4 separate regions of the Sus scrofa genome follow, and all the other regions are linked to region 2. Evidence: chromatin contacts called from public Hi-C data. All regions are on one chromosome and are shown on one strand. The core of a region is the stretch at or near the end of the contact, and the rest is flanking DNA. Distances in the headings are between cores, read along the strand shown. Region 1 overlaps PTPRM (receptor-type tyrosine-protein phosphatase mu). Region 2 has its middle 28 kb from the start of LRRC30. Region 3 overlaps PTPRM (receptor-type tyrosine-protein phosphatase mu). Region 4 overlaps PTPRM (receptor-type tyrosine-protein phosphatase mu).

The links. A called contact is a pair of places that touch in the nucleus more often than the background predicts.
Region 1: a contact with region 2 is called in a Hi-C map of heart right ventricle, with 2.5 times the contacts expected there. The contact joins two enhancer-like sites. A contact is called at or near these places in 1 of 47 Hi-C or Micro-C datasets (heart right ventricle) and 1 of 2 datasets of contacts at active chromatin or transcription factors (skeletal muscle).
Region 3: a Hi-C map of embryonic fibroblasts shows a contact between it and region 2, with 4 times the contacts expected there. The contact joins two enhancer-like sites. A contact is called at or near these places in 5 of 47 Hi-C or Micro-C datasets (embryonic fibroblasts, epiblast stem cells, heart right ventricle and 1 more).
Region 4: a contact with region 2 is called in a Hi-C map of liver, with 2.8 times the contacts expected there. The contact joins two enhancer-like sites.

The regions. Positions count from the first base shown.
Region 1 is chr6:99,960,363-99,963,062 of Sscrofa11.1, reverse strand. The region is part of intron 1 of PTPRM (receptor-type tyrosine-protein phosphatase mu); the gene reads left to right. Among named protein-coding and RNA genes, the nearest start is that of PTPRM, 130 kb to the left of the region's middle. Within about 2 kb of position 1,347, at least 6 of the 83 cell types and tissues checked have an H3K27ac peak or open chromatin away from gene starts, as enhancers often do.
Region 2 is chr6:100,262,541-100,265,240 of Sscrofa11.1, reverse strand. No RefSeq gene overlaps it. Among named protein-coding and RNA genes, the nearest start is that of LRRC30, 28 kb to the left of the region's middle. Within about 2 kb of position 1,345, at least 22 of the 83 cell types and tissues checked have an H3K27ac peak or open chromatin away from gene starts, as enhancers often do. A contact at or near this core is called in liver, where this site is marked.
Region 3 is chr6:99,898,705-99,901,404 of Sscrofa11.1, reverse strand. All of the region lies in intron 2 of PTPRM (receptor-type tyrosine-protein phosphatase mu), which reads left to right. Among named protein-coding and RNA genes, the nearest start is that of PTPRM, 190 kb to the left of the region's middle. Within about 2 kb of position 1,359, at least 15 of the 83 cell types and tissues checked have an H3K27ac peak or open chromatin away from gene starts, as enhancers often do.
Region 4 is chr6:99,779,497-99,782,196 of Sscrofa11.1, reverse strand. All of the region lies in intron 4 of PTPRM (receptor-type tyrosine-protein phosphatase mu), which reads left to right. Among named protein-coding and RNA genes, the nearest start is that of PTPRM, 310 kb to the left of the region's middle. Within about 2 kb of position 1,411, at least 3 of the 83 cell types and tissues checked have an H3K27ac peak or open chromatin away from gene starts, as enhancers often do. A contact at or near this core is called in liver, where this site is marked.

The DNA.
Region 1 (2,700 bases), core at 98-2,597, 300 kb after region 2:
ACAGCACAGACACCAAGATATTACTTTTTACCTGGTGGATTGGCAAAAATTCAAAATCCTGACAGATTCTGTTGGCAAAGCTGAGGCGAAAGCGGCCCTCACCTACCTGGCTGGGGTGGTGTAAGATGCCCCACCCTGAGCTCTGGGGTGTCCCCCAGATCATGGGATGTTCCTCAGCCCACAGCAGGGTCCCTGGGAGTTAGCTTCTTCCTGGAGATGCTCTCAGCCAGTGACTCCGGAGCCTGGAAGCTGGTCCCCAGGTGGGGTCATGTGGAGGCCTGTTCTGGGTTCATTTCCCAGCTTTTCCCTTGGGGACCAGGTACCAGTCTCCTCCAGGGCAGCCAGCTCCTTGGAGCACCCTTTCTTGGTTGCATGCTCATCCTGTGTCACCAGTGCTCCCTGCATCTCCCAAGGAGGTATTTGCAGTTGGTTTCCGAGTCACAAGATGCACTTCTGAAGAATCCGTACTGACACCAGGCCTCATGCATTGACCCTTGGACTCAGCAAATCCAGTCCCCAGTTTACCCTGAAAATGCATCTCCCCAAACAGGAAACACTCACTGTGGCTTGATGGTAACAGCAAAGTTGGGTCAAATTAAGTGCCTAGCCCTACAGCCTGGCTGAGTAACCATGGCTCATCTGTGACACAGAATTTTCTGCAGCCCTTAGAAATAACTTAGCTGAAGCTCTCTCTACAATGAGTGGTTTCCAGGATATTTTGGGGAGTGAAAGAAGAAAGGTGCTAAAGACAATGTGTGGATCATGTGACCTTTTATGCAGGGAAGACAGGAATAAGTAAACACACCTGTATTTGCTTATTAATGTATAAGGAAACCCTGGGAAGAGAAGCCATGAACTATTAAATATGATTCCTTGGGACGTAGGTGGGAAGGATCAGGGTGGGGTGAGATTTCTCTTAGTACATCGTCTGCTTCTGGCAAAGATGAACTAATAGGGACTGGATTTCCCCTTCTACTTGAATCAACCCCCCAAAAAAAACCCCACAAAAACACAAAATGCAATGAAAATAAGACCAAAATACAAGAGAAAAAAGGAAACAGGTTTTCAAGACAGGGACAGTGAGCCCCGAGAGGGCAGACAAAGGAGGCTGCCCTTTGGTGGCCTCTGCTGACTTGCAGGGAGAATTCCAGACCTTGCTTCAGGGGTGGGAAGCCTGTGCGGAGCCCAGAGGAGCCCGACTGAGGAGACAGACTGGGGAGACCAAGGCAGCCAGAGTTGAAAGCAGAGACCAGGGGATAGGAGGGACCCCCCAGGAGAGGACCCCAGGGCTGCACAGGGAGCCCTCCAGTATGCAGCATCTCAGCCCACGCACGGGAGGGAACTTGGCCAGTCTGAGCAAGGAACCATCCAGAAGGATTGCCTGGCAGCACACACAGGGCTGGGAACAGTGCCGGTCCCAGCAGCTGGTCGAGAAATCTCCTAGACTCCAAAGTGGGATGTGATTAACCCTGCACCCACCTCCATCTCAGACCCACCTACACATCATTAATGCAAGACCTGCGAGGTTCAAAACCATCCCGATGACGTCACTGCTTCTCAGGACAGACAGAGCCCAGAAGCTTGATGTTTATACAGTTTTGACGTTTGGAGAGTGTCGTCTTTGACATATTCAAATTTAAAGTGAAATGGCAAAGGATGAGAAAAGCCAACGAGAAAATTGAAATCAAACAAATGAATTGGATGATGATGTAACCACACAATTTTTTAAAAGGTGAATCTGGGGCTCAGTACACTGTACATTCTCTAGGGAAACACACACACACACACACACACACACACACACACACACACACACACACACACACAATGGCAAAGCAATCTTGAGCTCGCCTTTGCGGTACTGATACAGGCAGCCGGTTATGTTTGTGTATCGCTGGATAGAGTGAATAAGTAAATATGCCCAGATTGTTGAGAACGAGGGCTCGCATCCTAGGCGGGGGAAATAAAAGGATGGTGTGGTTGGATCCTGATATTTCACAAAGCTATTCTGAGGCTATTTAATGCATATTCTAAAAAATGTACAGAAATTTTGAATTGTCTAAATGCAGTAAATTAAAGTTTCCTTATATCTGCCTTCTAGCGATTAAAACTGGGATGTCCTCCTAGCACATGACACCTCTTTATTTTCAATAAAATCAATAAAAATATTTGTTGCTGATTTTTGGGTTATTTCATGAAACTAATGTACCTTCAGTGGTCTCTAGTGATTTCCTCTCTTTTTAATGTTTGGCATGAACTCCTAGATCATAATTGCACCTTTCCCCAAAGCTGTCCCTCACATGTGTCTGTTGGGTGGAAAGTAGTAATAACACTTTTCTGTTTTTTCGTCCCATCATTCTTGCAGAGACTAGTGTGATATTTATAAAGCATCTTATGTATATGTTTTGTTTTAATGAACCATCATTTTAGGAATTGCAGATATAAAGATAATTGTGATGGTTTCTTATTATTGGAAAAGTGTGGCTTTAACTATTTTTCCCACTTCTTGTTTTTTTTTAAGATTAAAAAAGTGAAAGCAACATTGACCCAGTAAAACCTGATTTAAATCAGACCAAGCCTACGGAAAACCTGGCCCTTAACAAGTAGTGACTGACTGTATCATAAAAGAAGACTAATTCATTTGTGCCACTGTCACACCTGCAGACCGCTGGTGTATTGCCGTATCCCTGCCGCATCGGT
Region 2 (2,700 bases), core at 96-2,595:
ATATTTGGGCCCATTTCCCCTCCGTCTTTTTCTAACATCTCTCCCCGAGGTTATACAGATTGTTGACTTTGTGAGCAAGGTTGTCGTTCTCACGGCCCCTGGTCACTGTCCCAGGCTGCAAGGTGGAGGGGCTGAGCTGGCAGAAGAAGGAAGAGGTTTGTGCCCCACTTCTGACCATGCAAGTCTGAGGTCACCTGTCCTGATCATGAGTACTTTTTGTGTTTCCTTCTGCCCACCTGATGTGAGAGCCATTGTCAATCCCTTTTTTTTTCTTTTCTTTTTTTTTTTTTTTTGTCTTTATAGGGGCCATTCCCGCAGCATATGGAGGTTCCCAGGCCAGGGGTTGAATTGGAGCTGTTGTTGCCCGCCTACACCACAGCGACAGCAACGCTAGATCCAAGCCACATCTTCAACCTACACCACAGCTCACGGCAACACTGGATCCTCAACCCACTGAGCAAGGCCAGGGATCGAACCCGCGACCTCAGGGTTCCTAGTTGGATTCGTTTCCGATGCGCCATAAGAGGAACTTCAACCCCCTTTTTTTTAATGTCTATTTTGCCCGTGCTAGACCTCTCCCCACCCATACACCTCCCCCCACCCCACACGTACATGCACAAGCACACACATGCATGTACCTCTCCAAACTTTTTTCAGTAAAGAACAATTTTAATTTAAAATTTTTGCTGTCTGGATTAACACATGTGAGTCTGTGTTTTCTTATTTTCTGTGATATTTGCATTTTAACCCTCACCTTGAATTTTTTTCTAAAGGAGCTCTACCTCTTATTTAGGGTTTTCAGAAACTGATCAGGAAAGGTGCTCTTCCCTGCCCCCACCATCCAGGGAGTGGGTTAACAAGTAATATTTATCATTATCATCATCAACACCACTCTAGAGTTTCAAAGCTCTTCTATAGGCACCATCCTCTCCAGGATCCTAAAATGGTATCTATTAGCTGTCAATCACTTCACCTACTCTTAAGGCTTGCAATGACTCTTGCAAAAAAAAAAAAAAAAAAAAAAAAAAATCCAAAGAACACTCCTGTTTCTAACATCCTATGGTTCACGGAGGGTGGACTCCTGTAATCTTCTTATTCTCTCTAATCCACAGCCATAACTATGTGTTTCCATGCATTAACTACTTGTTTTCAGTTTCATAGGTCAAGAGTTTTGCCCAAAGGCTTGGCATGCTTCCAATCTCGAGTTGGACATCACTTCAAAGACCCAGACGCTGGAGAACATACTTCCTTTGCAGTCATTCTGGACCTGTGTTAAGTACACCTGCTCTGAGCTAGGCCAAACGTCTTATGGGAACTAAATGACTTAGTCATCACGATTGCGTGGCTTCCAACAAGAGTTAACATGGAATGTTTTGTCTCTGGGCATGCGCTCTGAAATAGCCACGACTTGTAGGTCTAACTATGGACAGCAGGTGGCGCTCTCGTCTTAGGATTCCAGCTTCCAAGTGTGGAAAATTTCAGGTGCATTTAAAATTTTATGCACTTTTTTTTTTCCCTCTGCCAAGCCAGAAATGTACTCCATTTTCTTTAATCAGGTTCATCTGCTTCCTACTGTGTTACTTCAATTGGGTAATAGTCAACCCAGCTTCTCCCCTGGCTCTGTTCTTTCCTCGAGCTGGATATGAGGTTTGAGATTTGCCAGAGTTGGGAGTTAGTGGTAAGTGCCCATCTGGCAGACGACGGAAGTGCTGTATATACACTCAGAACTGGATGTCATTCCTCATTGTTCCAAGTGGCTTCGTACAGACACTCCCTTTGCCCTGGACGGGAGTCTGCTGCTACCCAGCGTCCAGGAAGCCCAGAGTCTGGAGCACGTAAAGGGCCTCCCGGGAAAGCTGGGTGGGATTCTGTGGCAAGCAAGGGGGTTTCTGGGAACAATTTCCAGGGCCACCCAGCTGCCTCCCAGGAGGCAACTATGTTCACCCCCACTGGCAGTGACAGCCTTTGGTTAGCTACCCAGCTTTGGTGCCCACATTCATTCCTGCAATCACTCATTTAGCAAATACAAGGCGTCCTGTATCCCAAAGCGCTAGTTGCTCCTGCATCAGTCAGGGTCCAGCCAGGAGATGAAAACCACATCAGTTATTTTAAGAGAGAGAATTTAATCTAAGGAATTGTCAACTATGCATAAACTGTTAACTAGGTAACCAGAGACAAAAGAACAGCAAGGTATCCTTCTGGGGTGGTGGTAGAGGAGCAGTTGCCTACCCCTCCTGTGGCTTGGGCGTCTGTCCTGGAAGCTTAGGGCAGTCCAGGGTCTCAGCTCTAAGGTTTAGTTCAGTGGGTGGGGATCAGTGGAGGTCTCTGAGCCTATGTGATGAGAGTGACTCTGTGAGGGTCAGAAAAACCACAAACTGGATTTGGCAGCTGTTGTGGAGAGGATGTGCCACTGTGGATGAGGAAGCATAGCCGGGAGATGCTTAGAGGGGGCAAGCCGGGATAGCGTTCCGCTTCCTCCTCCTGGTCGCTAGTTTCCTCTAGCGCCCCCACTGGCGGGTGGGAGCACAGCAGTGATGTGCAGTCGGGGGCCAGGTTGAGTCACCAACCCTTCTCAGAACTTCATTTTCTCCACCTCCCTTATTGCTCCAAGGTGACATAAACTATCACTAAATGTAGCATAACTTATTTCCTCTCTTTTTCTTGAATGTTCAAATAAAATTTTCTCGCTCTTTTTACCTC
Region 3 (2,700 bases), core at 110-2,609, 360 kb after region 2:
TACACAGCCGGGGCCCCTGGGCAGCCTCGTTTTAACTCGAATGTCAACAGTGGGCTCCCCTCGGAGGTGAAAACACCTCCCATACCCTTTACCCTTTTTAAGAGTATGGTTCTGTGGCATTAAGTACGTTCACATTGCTGTGCAACCATCTCCTCCATCGTCTCCAGAATCTTTTTATCTTCCCAAACCGGTACTCTGCACCCATGGAACACGAATTCCCCACTCCTCCTCCCCCAGCCCCAGGCCGCCACCACCCTACTTCCTATCTCTGAATTTGAGGATCCACTCTGGGTACCTCATGTAGGTGGTGTCATTCCGTATCGGTGCCTTGCATCTGGTTGATTTCACTTGGCATAATGTTTTCAAAGACCCATTTTTTTTTTTAATAATGATTTTTATTTTTCCCATTATGGCTGGTTTGCAGTGTTCTGTGCATTTTCTCCTGTACAGCAAGGTGACCCAGTCACACATACATGTATACATTTTTTTTCTCACATTATCATGCTCCATCATTAGTGACCAGTGCTGTATAGCAGGATCTCATTGCTTGTCCATTCCAAAGGCAAGAGTTTGCATCTATGAACCCAAAATTCCCAGCCCCTCCCACTCCCTCCCCCTTCCCCTCCCCCTTGGCAACCACAAGTCTGTTCTCCATTAAAGACCCAGTTTTTTGTTTTTTGGTTTTGTTTTTGTCTTTTTGTCTTTTTGCCATTTCTAGGGCCGCTCCCGAGGCATATGGAGGTTCCCAGGCTAAGGGTCGAATCGGAGCTTTAGGCACTGGCCTACACCACAGCCACAGCAATGCAGGATCCGAGCTGCGTCTGTGACCTACACCACAGCTCATGGCAATGCCAGATCCTTAACCTACTGAGCAAGGCCAGGGAATCGAACCTGAAACCTCATGGTTCCTAGTCGGATTCGTTAACCACTGAGCCACGACAGGAACTCCAAAGACCCAATTTTGATATGCACAAATGCGCAGGGTCAGGGGAGTCATTCCCTTTTTACAAAGCATCTTGCTTTTTAATAGTTAAGTGTTTCGAGGGGGCCAGTGTATTGTGCATGACCATGTGTTTCAGTAGTTTATGACATTGAATGTAGATATTCTCCTCTAGATTGGTCCTACATTCCTGTCTTGGCTGATTGGAAACTGTGGCAAAAAGGAAGAACAGTAGCTAGCTATTTTTTAAATATTTGCTAAAAAGTATACCAGCGAGCCCGTATTTATAAATATGTGTTTTTAAAATAGGTTTGTTTCTTGCTTAATTTCCTGTGAAATAGTACAAGATATCCTCAGCGTTCTGAGAAGCCAAGTAATGGAGTAAACAGGCAGGCCAGTCATGACAGATGCTGTAAATCTTCGAGCAGAGCCAGGGGGTGAGATGTGTGAGGGTCAGAGTCCAGGGCCATGGGGCCACAGGGCCATTGTGATCGCCAGGCCGAGAAATTCCAAGCCAGGGGCTGGCCCGCTCCCATGTGTTGCGTGTTCTGCGTGCAGGCGGCCTGGAGCTGCGCCCGGCCACATTGTTGCAGTGAGGAAAGTCAGGAGGCGAGGGGACAGTGGATTTTGATGTGACACTTGGGGAGAGTTTTGCAGTCTTTTGAGCTACAATGGGCTACAAAGGGACCATGGGCGAGGGTGGGCTGATGACCAGAGGGCCTGAGGCCAGGGGAAGACTTGTCATTTGGGTCCAGCAGACCACAGCCTCTCTCTCTTTTTTGAATTAATTTTTTATTTTAATTTTTTGCTTTTTAAGGCCACACCCACAGCATGTGGAGGTTCCCAGACTAGGGGTCAAATTGGAGCTATAGCTGCTGGCCTACACCACAGCCACAGCAATGTGGGATCATAGCCATGTCTTGTCTGTGACCTACCCCACAGCTCACAGCAACACCAGATCCTTAACCCACTGAGCAAGGCCAGGGATTGAACCCGCATCCTCATGGATACTAGGCAGGTTCATAACCTGCTGAGCCACGGCAGGAGCTCCCCACAGCTCTCTTGATGGAGGGCAGGGCCTTTGGGTCAGGGACAAGTTTTAGGTGGGCCACTGATGTGTTAGCAGCTGGGCCCCCAGAAGGCTAACGGTGGCGTGAAGCCATCTTCACACAGATGCAGGTGTAGGGAAGGCCTTGGCCATTCGTGTGGTCCCAGGGCTCAGTAACACCCCTCCCCCAGGCTCCAGTCTGCATCAGGCCAGACCATCACAGGGGCAGGCTCCCCATTCAGTGCCTTGGAGCCTTTCTGTACTCCAAGAAATGCAAGAGATGAGCACATTTAAAGAAGAACTAGTTAAGCCTGGATTAGTCTTTGTGCCATGGGGCCCCAAGGAAATGGAAGACTTCCCTCCGTGGCCCCGGCTGTCTGATGTTCTGTGTGCACTCTGGGCACTGGGCTGTAGTGATGATGGGCGTCCAGGCTTCCAGGAGACTAGAGGTGGGGGGGCCAGTGCCTGGGGGTGGGGGCAGGCTGCTCCCCAGGCAGAAGTTGGGAGTGAGGGCAAGTGGAAGACCTCCAGGAGGAGGTGGCACCTGAGAGGGTTGGAGAGCCTGAGGTGTGAGGTCAGAGCAGGTGGGCCAGGCTGGTGGGAGGAATGCCCTGTCCTGAGGCCAGGGTCTGAGGTGGGGGCGAGGCTGGAGGAGAGACTCCCAGAGGCCCTCCTGAGCTGGGGAGGGATACACAGCAAGGAGGTGGATTTC
Region 4 (2,700 bases), core at 162-2,661, 480 kb after region 2:
ACTACTTTGCAGTATGGAATAAGTCAGCAGTTTCTTTAAACATTTAAGAAATGCTGAGCTTTTAATACGACATCCTTCAAACTTATTTTATAAAGCAAAATTAATTTTTCACTCAGATTTATTTGCATACTCAAACATTGCTTGCCTACTTTCAAATTTATACTTTTATGAAGACATTAAACAGTGATTAAAATAAGAATAACAGTGACAAATGAAACGTTGGAACTGTTTTTTGTTTTGTTTTGTTTTTTGTCTTTCTTAGGGCCTCCCCGAGGCATATGGAAGTTCCCAGGCTAGGGGTCAAATCTGAGCCATAGCTACTGGCCTGCGCCACGGCCACAGCAACAGCAACGTCAGATCTGAGCCGTGTCTGCGACCTACACCTCAGCTCACAGCAAAGCCAGATCCTTAACCCACTGAGCAAGACCAGGGATCGAACCTGCATTCTCATGGGTCCTAGTCAGATTTGTTTACGCCGAGCCATGATGGGAACTCCTGCTATACAACAGAGCTTGAAGAAACACTGTAAATCAACTATGCTTTAATTTTTAAAAAAGCTCAGGAAAAGATGCTCAATATCATGAGCCATCAGGAAAACCAAACCACCAAGAAATACCACTTCAAACCCACTAGGATGACTGTGATAATAAAAAGAATTATGTTTGTGGAATAAAGGCAGACCCCTTGTGCTTTGGTTGAGAGATACACAGAACTCAGAACTGAACTCAGAACGTGTTCATTTTCAACATGAGGGAACTTAGCCTGGATTTTCCCCCAATGGAATATCGCTCTTCTTCAAGATACGAGTGATGAATAAAAGTTATTTTTGTGTAGTGCCTAGCTTATTTTTCTATGATAAGAATGTTGAATCTATTTTACCCCTTGACAAATTACTCCATTAAGGGCCCTTCTTACCTTGCAAGCAAAACAAAAATAGTTTTGTCTTGAAACATGGTAAAAGCTTCCTGCTCACAAGAATGACTCGGCCTCTGGGGCCCTTTAACCTCATTCACATAGTGTGGATAATAATAATAATACCTTCCTCACAGGGTAAATGTAGGGATTAAATGAGTTAATCTACATGACAAGTGCTGAGCACATTCTAAGAGCTCAATAAATGTTAGCTGTTGTGATTATTATTGTTATTATTATTTCTGCAACCCGATTGGATCCCTGGAATGCATGAGCTGCAGATTGTAACCCTAAGTAGCGAAATTGATTGGTTTCCTAGATGGGGTCATTTAGCAGTGTCCATTTTAAAAGTTAAACAAAACATGTTTGCAAAATAGATTGGTAGAGTAGGCAGCGCCAGGCATTTATTTCTGCTGAACTTGGCTCTCTTGTTTGTGGGAATGTGTCACACAAGTAGAGAGGAGCGTTGACTGTGTGTTCTAGGCGGGCAGGCCTCCGGCCCAGCTCGACTTTTGCCATCACATTACATGCAAATGAAAATACAAAGAGGTTAAGGCGCAGTCCACGTTGGCCCGATTCACTTTGCACTTTGATCTCGCAAATTGCTGTTCTCTGAGTCTGTTGTCAGTGTTTCGGGGCCGGCTTTGAAGAATCAATAATACGAAACATCTCCAAAAAGATTTGCATCCTGGTCAAGGATGATTCCTGGCTTTGGGATCAAAGGCCGGTGTGAGATCAATTAATACCTGAAAACCTCTCTTCTTTTAAAAAATTGCCTTCTTAGGAAGAAGGAACGGCAGAAATGAGGAAGTAGGGAGGTTGTACCAAAAAACCCTTTTAATATTCATGGAAGATATTTAGTTTTTAGAACTCCTGCAGATTTTAGAAGAAAGCTGGCATAGCATTTTGAAAGGGTATCCAGGAGACAAATGGGCCTATAAATTTAGAGAGAAAGAGAGAATTTTTCTTTTTGAGTATGGGATAGATTGAAATTTTCCACTCTAATGGCGCTCTACCTGTGTTACAATTAAGGTCGTTTGGCAAGGTTCAGAGCTTACAGCTCAGCATGGGATTGAAACTTTTCTGGCAGTGGAGCTCTTTTTCTTAGGATCTTTTCCAGTTTCCAGTGATAGATCGATCCGTTATTTTAAATAATAATGACCATTTTTGAGGCTAAGTACCAGCCCCACAGAACGCCTTCTCCTGGCATCATTTTGTTTAATCTTTATCCCACCCCTATGAAATACGTACTCTTTTCCCACCCCTATTTTGCAGAGTAAAAAATATGCATTCATTAATTAAAATATAAATAATACCTTTTTAAAAATCCACTAAGGCTTGGGTTAAGGGACTATTGCTTTTATTCGAAGGTAGTAGGAGCCTGAAGTATTGATACTTAAACATCTATTTGCTGAAATCAGCATCTTAAAAGAGGATCAGCCTTCCACCAGCTAGAAACAGTTTTAGGGTTGCAGCATTAGGCAGGGAGAAGCCAGGCATCTTACTCCTTTGGAAACATTCTATAGGCCTTTAATGTTTATTGAAAAAAAACCTTACATATGTCATTAGGAGAAATTGTGACCTTCACGGTCTGGGAGGAAACTGATCTGGAAAATAGAATTCCACAGTCTGTTTCTTTGTCTTATTCACCCTGGTGGGTGAGTGACTGTCTTCCGTTCATGTCAATTAATTCTCTTAATTGAAAAGAAAAATTTGCTTTTAAAAATATTTACGCTTAATAGGTTTTTCTGTCATCTGGTTTCCATTTGAGATACGGCTTTATTTTCT